Regions from separate parts of the Mus musculus genome. Here region 2 is linked to region 1. A link is a contact called in public promoter capture Hi-C data. All regions are on one chromosome and are shown on one strand. Each heading gives the region's core, a stretch centred on a gene start, on an enhancer-like site or on the middle of the called end of the contact. The rest is flanking DNA. Distances are from core to core; before and after follow the strand shown. Region 1 holds the start of Nsmf (NMDA receptor synaptonuclear signaling and neuronal migration factor). Region 2 overlaps Gm13387 (predicted gene 13387).

What was found. Promoter capture Hi-C pulls out the DNA fragments that hold promoters and counts their contacts.
Region 2: a promoter capture Hi-C map of neural stem cells shows a contact between it and region 1. The contact joins the enhancer-like site here to the promoter of Nsmf in region 1. A contact is called at or near these places in 5 of 39 promoter capture datasets (the C10 cell line, embryonic stem cells, hematopoietic stem and progenitor cells and 1 more), 2 of 484 Hi-C or Micro-C datasets (both in nephron progenitors), 4 of 115 datasets of contacts at active chromatin or transcription factors (the HPC-7 cell line, the SCID.adh cell line, embryonic stem cells and 1 more) and 4 of 9 other capture datasets (adipose tissue, liver, macrophages and 1 more).

Annotation. Positions count from the first base shown.
Region 1 is chr2:25,052,783-25,055,966 of GRCm38.p6, reverse strand. Nsmf (NMDA receptor synaptonuclear signaling and neuronal migration factor) reads right to left here and starts at 1,588. Exons shown (of 16, transcript NM_001039386.1): 1 at 1,296-1,588; 2 at 908-969; 3 at 1-331. The coding sequence starts at 1,366. Pnpla7 (patatin-like phospholipase domain containing 7) reads right to left here. Exons shown (of 35, transcript NM_146251.4): 34 at 2,469-2,572; 35 at 1,895-2,296. The coding sequence ends at 2,174.
Region 2 is chr2:25,125,092-25,128,275 of GRCm38.p6, reverse strand. The region is part of intron 2 of Gm13387 (predicted gene 13387); the gene reads left to right. Among named protein-coding and RNA genes, the nearest start is that of Gm13387, 19 kb to the left of the region's middle. RefSeq lists an enhancer at 186-3,184. Within about 2 kb of position 1,560, at least 75 of the 459 cell types and tissues checked have an H3K27ac peak or open chromatin away from gene starts, as enhancers often do. A contact at or near this core is called in the SCID.adh cell line, liver, nephron progenitors and 2 more, where this site is marked.

The DNA.
Region 1 (3,184 bases), core at 339-2,838:
GGCCTGCTGATGTCCTCCCGGCTGCTGCCTGGGCTGGCACGCAGGGGCTGGCTGTGGTGGTGAGGGTGCCGTTCCCGCTGTCTCCTCCCTTTTACCACTGCTAGCTCAATGGCTTCAGCTTCAGAGCCAGGTAGCAGGGCGGGCTCTCTAGAGATGGTGTACACGTGGGGCTGGGGGCCCTCTATAGCCGGCTTCCCGCTGACTGCCTCATCTGAGATGCTGCCCTCATATCGGCCATTGGAGACGAGGGAGAGGCGGCGCTTGTTCTGGGGTGCAGGTTGCATCTCTGGGGACCCGTCGTGGCCAGAGTAGGCGTCAGCCAGCAGGTGGTCTAGGGAAAGGCATCAGGTGAACCTTCAGCCTGATGGTCTACCCTCCCGGTCCTCTGGCACACTCAACAAGCCCCAACCTTAATGAGGGGGCTGAGGTTACTAGAGAAGGCTCTACCAGGTGGCCTGTTTCTCTGCTTATCTGGGCCTGAAGCCCTTGTGAGAGTGAGGATTGGGGCGGCAGGCAGGCCTCACTACCTGTGCATAATCATCAGAAGTTAAGAATAGACAGGCCGATATCCCCCCAAGAGCCTGCAGATACACCCATTTGCCTGGTGCCAATTCCTCCCCTCCCCCCACCAGCTGGCCCCCAGACAGTGGTGCCAGCCCTGGGGGTGCCAAGAGGCCTGTTGCCATGCCAACAACCCAGGCTGGGAGGGCGCCATGGAGATGGGTGACTGGAGCTCCTCCTAGGGTTCTGGGCCCTGGAGGGCAAGGGATGTGAGGTAGACAGGCCAGCAAGGTACCTGGGCTGGCTCACACTCCACTGGCCCTGGCCCTGGCCCTGGTCCTGGTCCTGGCCTTGGCCTGGGGCAGAGGACTCACCCAGAACAGCCTTTTGTTTCCAGTGTGCCTACCTGCACCGTTGCGGTTCTCAGGGTGACTCTGGGACAGGTACTCTCCAAACGCTCGGGCTGCTCTGCATGGTAAGCAGAGGGAACACGGGTCAGTACAAGCTGGCTACCAGCCTCCAATACTGGCAAGACCCTCCCTACCATACTTACCCCCACCCAGGCCTTCCACATCAACATGAGAAGAGGTGGGCTCTTCCCACCCACCACAGAGTGCCAGGGCATCCTGGTCAGAGACCTCCTACTACTTTCTGTCTAATCTGCCCAGCCTGTGGGCGTCAGGTTTTAAGGCCCAATGCCCACTCCGGAACAGGAAGATCACAGGGCATTGGGGTAGCAGCACATACCACAGAGGGTAGCCGGCAGCAGTAGCCGGTCAGCCCGGCCCACTCACCTTACTTTGGCCGCTACCGAGGACATGGCCTCGCTCCTCAGCGCCCTCCTCCTGGAGGCGGCGGCACCCATGGTCACGGCGCCCGCGCATCCCCCGGATTTCAGAGCGCGCCTCGCGCCCGCCGCCTCTGCCGGGGGAGCCGTACGGCGCCTGAGGTCGCGCTAGGTCTCAGCCTCAGGGTCAGGGTCAGACTTAGGCCCAGGCCCCGCATGGCCGCACCCAGCGCCCAGCGCGTCCAGCCACTGTAGGAGAGCGCGGCTGGACCCGGGGGCGGTGCTCCGCCTCCTGACGCTGAGCCTGAGTTGGCACCACCCCCATGATGACAGATAAGGGCGTGGCTAAAAGGCGGCTCCTCCCGGAGGCTTTCTTCTTGGGGGCATAAAAGTGATGCCCTTCCACTTAGGCCAGGGCCTGTGTATGCCCAAAGAAACCCTTGATTTAGGGGGAAACCCTAGTTTCCTTCAGACCCGGAGCATCCTAGCCCAGCCTAGAGTTGCTGCCTGGAAGCAAAAGGGTCCTGAAAGAACAAGAGATCACCCACTGACCTTCCCGACCTCAGGTCCACTTAGCTCTTTGCCCCTGCAACCTTTACACCAGAGTAAAATAGCCACACAATCAGATTAACGTTTATTAGTTCAACAATCCCACCTTCCCATGCCTCACAGAGGCGTCCGTGCTCCTCAGTACTGCTGTGGGGATACAAGGGTGCCGGGGAAGTGAAGAGGCCCACGACTCCAATAACACAGCCCATGTCTCTGGAAGAAGCCAGATGGCTATATCATCCAGTTTGATCTTGTCAGGCAACTGAAGTAGCCTCTAAGGAATGGGTGCAGCCTCAGTCTAAGGGTGAGGCCCAGGTGTTTTATTTATTTATCCAGTCAGGAAGGATGTTCCAGTCTTGGCCCCTGGTCATCTTGATTAGGGAGCCAAGGGAAGGAGTCCTGGGACTGTTCTGGGGAAGTCAAGCTGGGGGGTCCTTGCAACATCGAAGGCTCATATTCCTGGAAGCAAATCAGACATGGTCAAGATATGCAAAGTGGGGGCTTGCCCGACCCCAGACTGTATCACCTGGAGTGGGAAAACCAGTAGCTAGCCCAGAGTCAGGGACCAGGGGCAGGCCCTGTTTGGGGACCTCAGAGTCCGGCACAGGCAAGGCAGGGTTCAGCACCTCACCGAGTCAGAGTCTAGCTCAATCCCAGTGCTCTGGAAGTCAGCATACGTTTCCTTGGGGATGGCTGGCAGTTCCTCCTCATACTCGGTCTGATAGTCAGACTCATCTAGAGCAGAAGAGAGGGCTCCATTGGTCCTCTCTCCAAGGACAGTGGCTGTGCCAAGCAAGGCTAAAAGGGAAGCAGAACATGGCCATGCCCAGCCCCACTGTAACAGTTCCCAGAGAGCTGCCCAGTGCCAGGGCTGCCAGAGGAACCTCCAGACCCAGCAACACTTCACAGGCGCCTTTGTTCATCTCACGCCACAATGTGTCCTGTGTGTTTTTCACAAAAACATGACCCTCCTCACCTACTCCCTAACCACACATGGGGGCCGGGTCAGAGTTGTGTAAGGAGACCAGCACAAACTCAGCTCAGTGTTGGGGCTCTCACCCTGGGAAGACTCCAGAGCACCTTTCAAGTTCTTCTTTAAGATGGTACATGCAGCAGGGAATTCTGCAGAACATGTTGCTCTGTTGCAAGATGGGGGGCCCCATTGCAGGGTTGTAGATCAGAGCCATGTTGTTGGATGTGGCCCTCGGGCCTCCTAAGGCCTCCTCTGCCAGTAGGTTCCCCTTAAGGTCTGTGGTGTGGTTAGGATGCTCTATGGAGTGATGAGGGGGAAGCCTGAGTGGCCTAGGAGGCAATCCCATGTGGTGGGAACTGGACAGATGGGCTCTG
Region 2 (3,184 bases), core at 311-2,810, 72 kb before region 1:
AGCAGCAAAGCTATCTGGCACCCCACCCCCAAGTCTCAGAGAGCCCAAAATAGCAGCCTGGGAAAGGCTTGGCGGCATCTAGCCCAAGGGGTCCGGGCTGGGCTTTCCCTGTGCTGACCCAATGCCTCCATAGCTGGCTCTTATCCAGGGGGCTTGGCCTCACCAGGTCCCATGGGGCACAGAGCGTGGGATGATCTCAGGGCAGGGGGAAGGTATGCATGGTTTGAAGAGAAATACAGAATATGAGGATAGTCTTAGGATCTGCATGCAGGGCTTAGAGGAGGACGGAACGTGATCACCAGGAGATACCTACAGCTTCACACAAGGGCCTTCTGGGTCACAGATCCTCCAGAAGCTGCAGGATCCAGGGAAACTAGGGATGTGCAGCACCCCATACACACATCATGTTAGGATCAGGCCCACTCAGAGTCCCCTAAGGCCCCTCCCTCCCCTGGGCCTGACCTGGCTTCATCAGAGACAGGGGAGCCAAGGACTGGGCTATTCTCTTCCGACTGTGGGTTCAGACTCTCTGCCAAGTGGCTCGGGGAGAAGGAAGTCTGAGTGAGATGGTGAGGGGCAGTGGGTGAAGGGTCTGGGGCTTCCCACAACTTCAACTGCATTGTTAGTGTCCTAGCGATGTTCCAGATGGTCAGTCTTCCCTAAGCCCGGCTCTTAATGGGACCCAAACCCCCTGACTGGGAGGCTTGTCTCAGGGTGGGCTGTGCTTCTTAAGTGTGGAGGCTCAAGCCTCATCTGTTAGGTAGATGGGCTGACCAGGAGCATTCTGGGAGCTAGAGGTGCACGGTTATGCTTTCTATATGGGGTCACTAGGCTAGTTTATATATGCCAGGCAGGCTCTCCCCACGCACCTAGGCTGCCCTCTAGTGGCCAGGTGGCCTGGTGTGCAGCCAGCACTCCTAGGTTCGAAGTCCCATTATCCACAGTGTGGATCTGTAGAGGCAGTGGGGTGTTTTGGAAGAGGTTTGTTTGTTTGTTTGTTTTATTTTCATAGCCTACCTGGGCAGGGGCTAGGGCAAGAGAGACGCCGTCCCACTCCTATTTAGCTACTGTCAGCTGCCCTTGCTGGGTGAGGGGAGGCAGCAGAACCCAGAGCCACCTCCTCCAGGAAGGGCCCTGGCTTTGGCCTAGCTTGAGCTTCAGGGATCTTTGTGGCCTATTATTTTGGTCAGACCAGCCTAGGATGGGTCTCTGGCCATTTCTGCTGAATCTTCTCTGAGATCATGATAGACCAGTGCATGGGTGACCTGGCAAGCCCAGGCTCTCAGTGAAGATCCCTGCCTGTCCAGTACAAAGGCTTGGATACGGTTCCACAGGAGGGAGAGGTCAGGACTAGGCTGAAAACAGATGGAGGTAATAGGACCCCTTTCCTGACCCTCTGCTGCCCAGGTGGGACACTCAGAGCTGTACAGCCAGCTGGGTCAGAGTAGCCGGGAGGGAACCTCAGGAAAACAATCAAGAAATCCAGAGGGGCTAGGGTTGTGGCTTCTGGAAGTATAAGTTTCCCCTGCTCCCCCACTCCCCTGAACTGCAGGAGGGCTGGGCAGGTGCCCAGGCTGGCTTAGGACCAGACTGCATGGCTGGCCTAGGACCCCAGTGCCAGCCCGTACTCCTACCTCTGTGCTGGCCTGAAGCCAAACACTTTTTTTTTTTTTTTTTTTTTTTTTGCAAAGCTATCTTTTTACCTTGATAAGCTGTTTTAAAAATGTAAATAAAATAACTCGGCAGACAAAAGCAGGCATTGATTCTGCCCAGAGCCAGCCGCTGCCCTCGACATGAAATATCGCAGCACATTGAGTCGTGAGTCCTTGCTAATCCAGGCAGACAAGCTTGAATGAGGCCCCTTTGGACGGGCGCGGTGGTGGGCAGTGGAGCATGCACCGCCTGCTGGGCGGCCCTGTCCTGGACAATGGCTTTTCTTCCCAGAAGGGGCCTGTGCAGGACAAGAGCCCCCTTTGTGTAGAATGTCTGCCTTGGAGAGCAAGAGAGGCACATTCAGCAGCCCCAGACACTCTTTGAAAAGCTTCAGTGTAACAGAAGACGCTGAAACACTAGCTTGCCTTCTGCCTCGCAGCACTCTCTCCAGGCACAGCCGCCATTCAGCCTTAAGAACGGGCGGGGGGTGTGGGGGGGGGCATGTCAATGCCCAACCCCACATTGTTCCTGGCTGTGTGGCCATCTTGGTTTCTCCGTGCCCCTCAATAGTTTTGAGAGGCAGGTGTGACAGGAAATGAAGCTATGTGAGTCGTGGTACTGCTGACACATGGCCTTCTCCCAGGGCCAACCAAGGTCTACGGGGCTTAGGTGGCTGGCTTCTGGTGACAAATACCTAAATCACAGCTGTAGGAGTGGAGGCCTCCAGAGCACTGTTCTGTCCCTAACGAGTGCTCATCTTTGACTCTCAATGGCAACAGGGTGGAAGTCATGATGCTGGAATGAGTGATGGCCTCATTGAGTTCAGCAGGCATGTGTGGGCCAGAGTCCACTTGAGGCATCCTCTAGCCATGAGCTGGGGTCTGTATCTCTTAGGCTGCATGACAGAACTCTAGTTGTGCAGTGACTGGAAGCCCCTCCTTCTCCAGGCACCTCATGCAGATCTGGTCACAGCCTGGGCCTCCTAGCTGGGTCTGGGACTCTGAATACAGAACTTTAGGACTAGACTCTTACAACCTTCTGGGCCTGCACCAAAGATGTCAGTGCTAGCAAAGTTAACCCAGAAACTATAATGCCAACAGCACACAAGTTCTCCTCCGGAGACTCCTGCCCTAGGGTATCCGGGCAGCACAGGCTGAGCGGTCTCAGCCATTTAAGTGTTTCTGTCTGGGGTGCCTGCCTACATACTCAGCAAACAGACAGATTGATCAACTGACAAATGGACAAAGGGCAGGAGAGTGGCCTGCCAGCTTAGGGATGTTTGCCACGTGCTACACAGTCTTGCTGGAGCTCATCGGCAAGATTGGCCCGCCAGAGCTGAGAGGGGCTAGGAGGCAATCTCAGAAGGGCTCCTCTGGGCATGCAATGAACAGAGTTCTGGGGAGTGACATTGGGGTGGGATCTACACTTTGATACCTTTTCTCAGATAAAGTACTATGAGGGGCTTCTGAGCCCAGTCTCTGAGGCCCTAACTCTGGAAGGCCCACAGCCCCATACAGCCCTATATGGGACT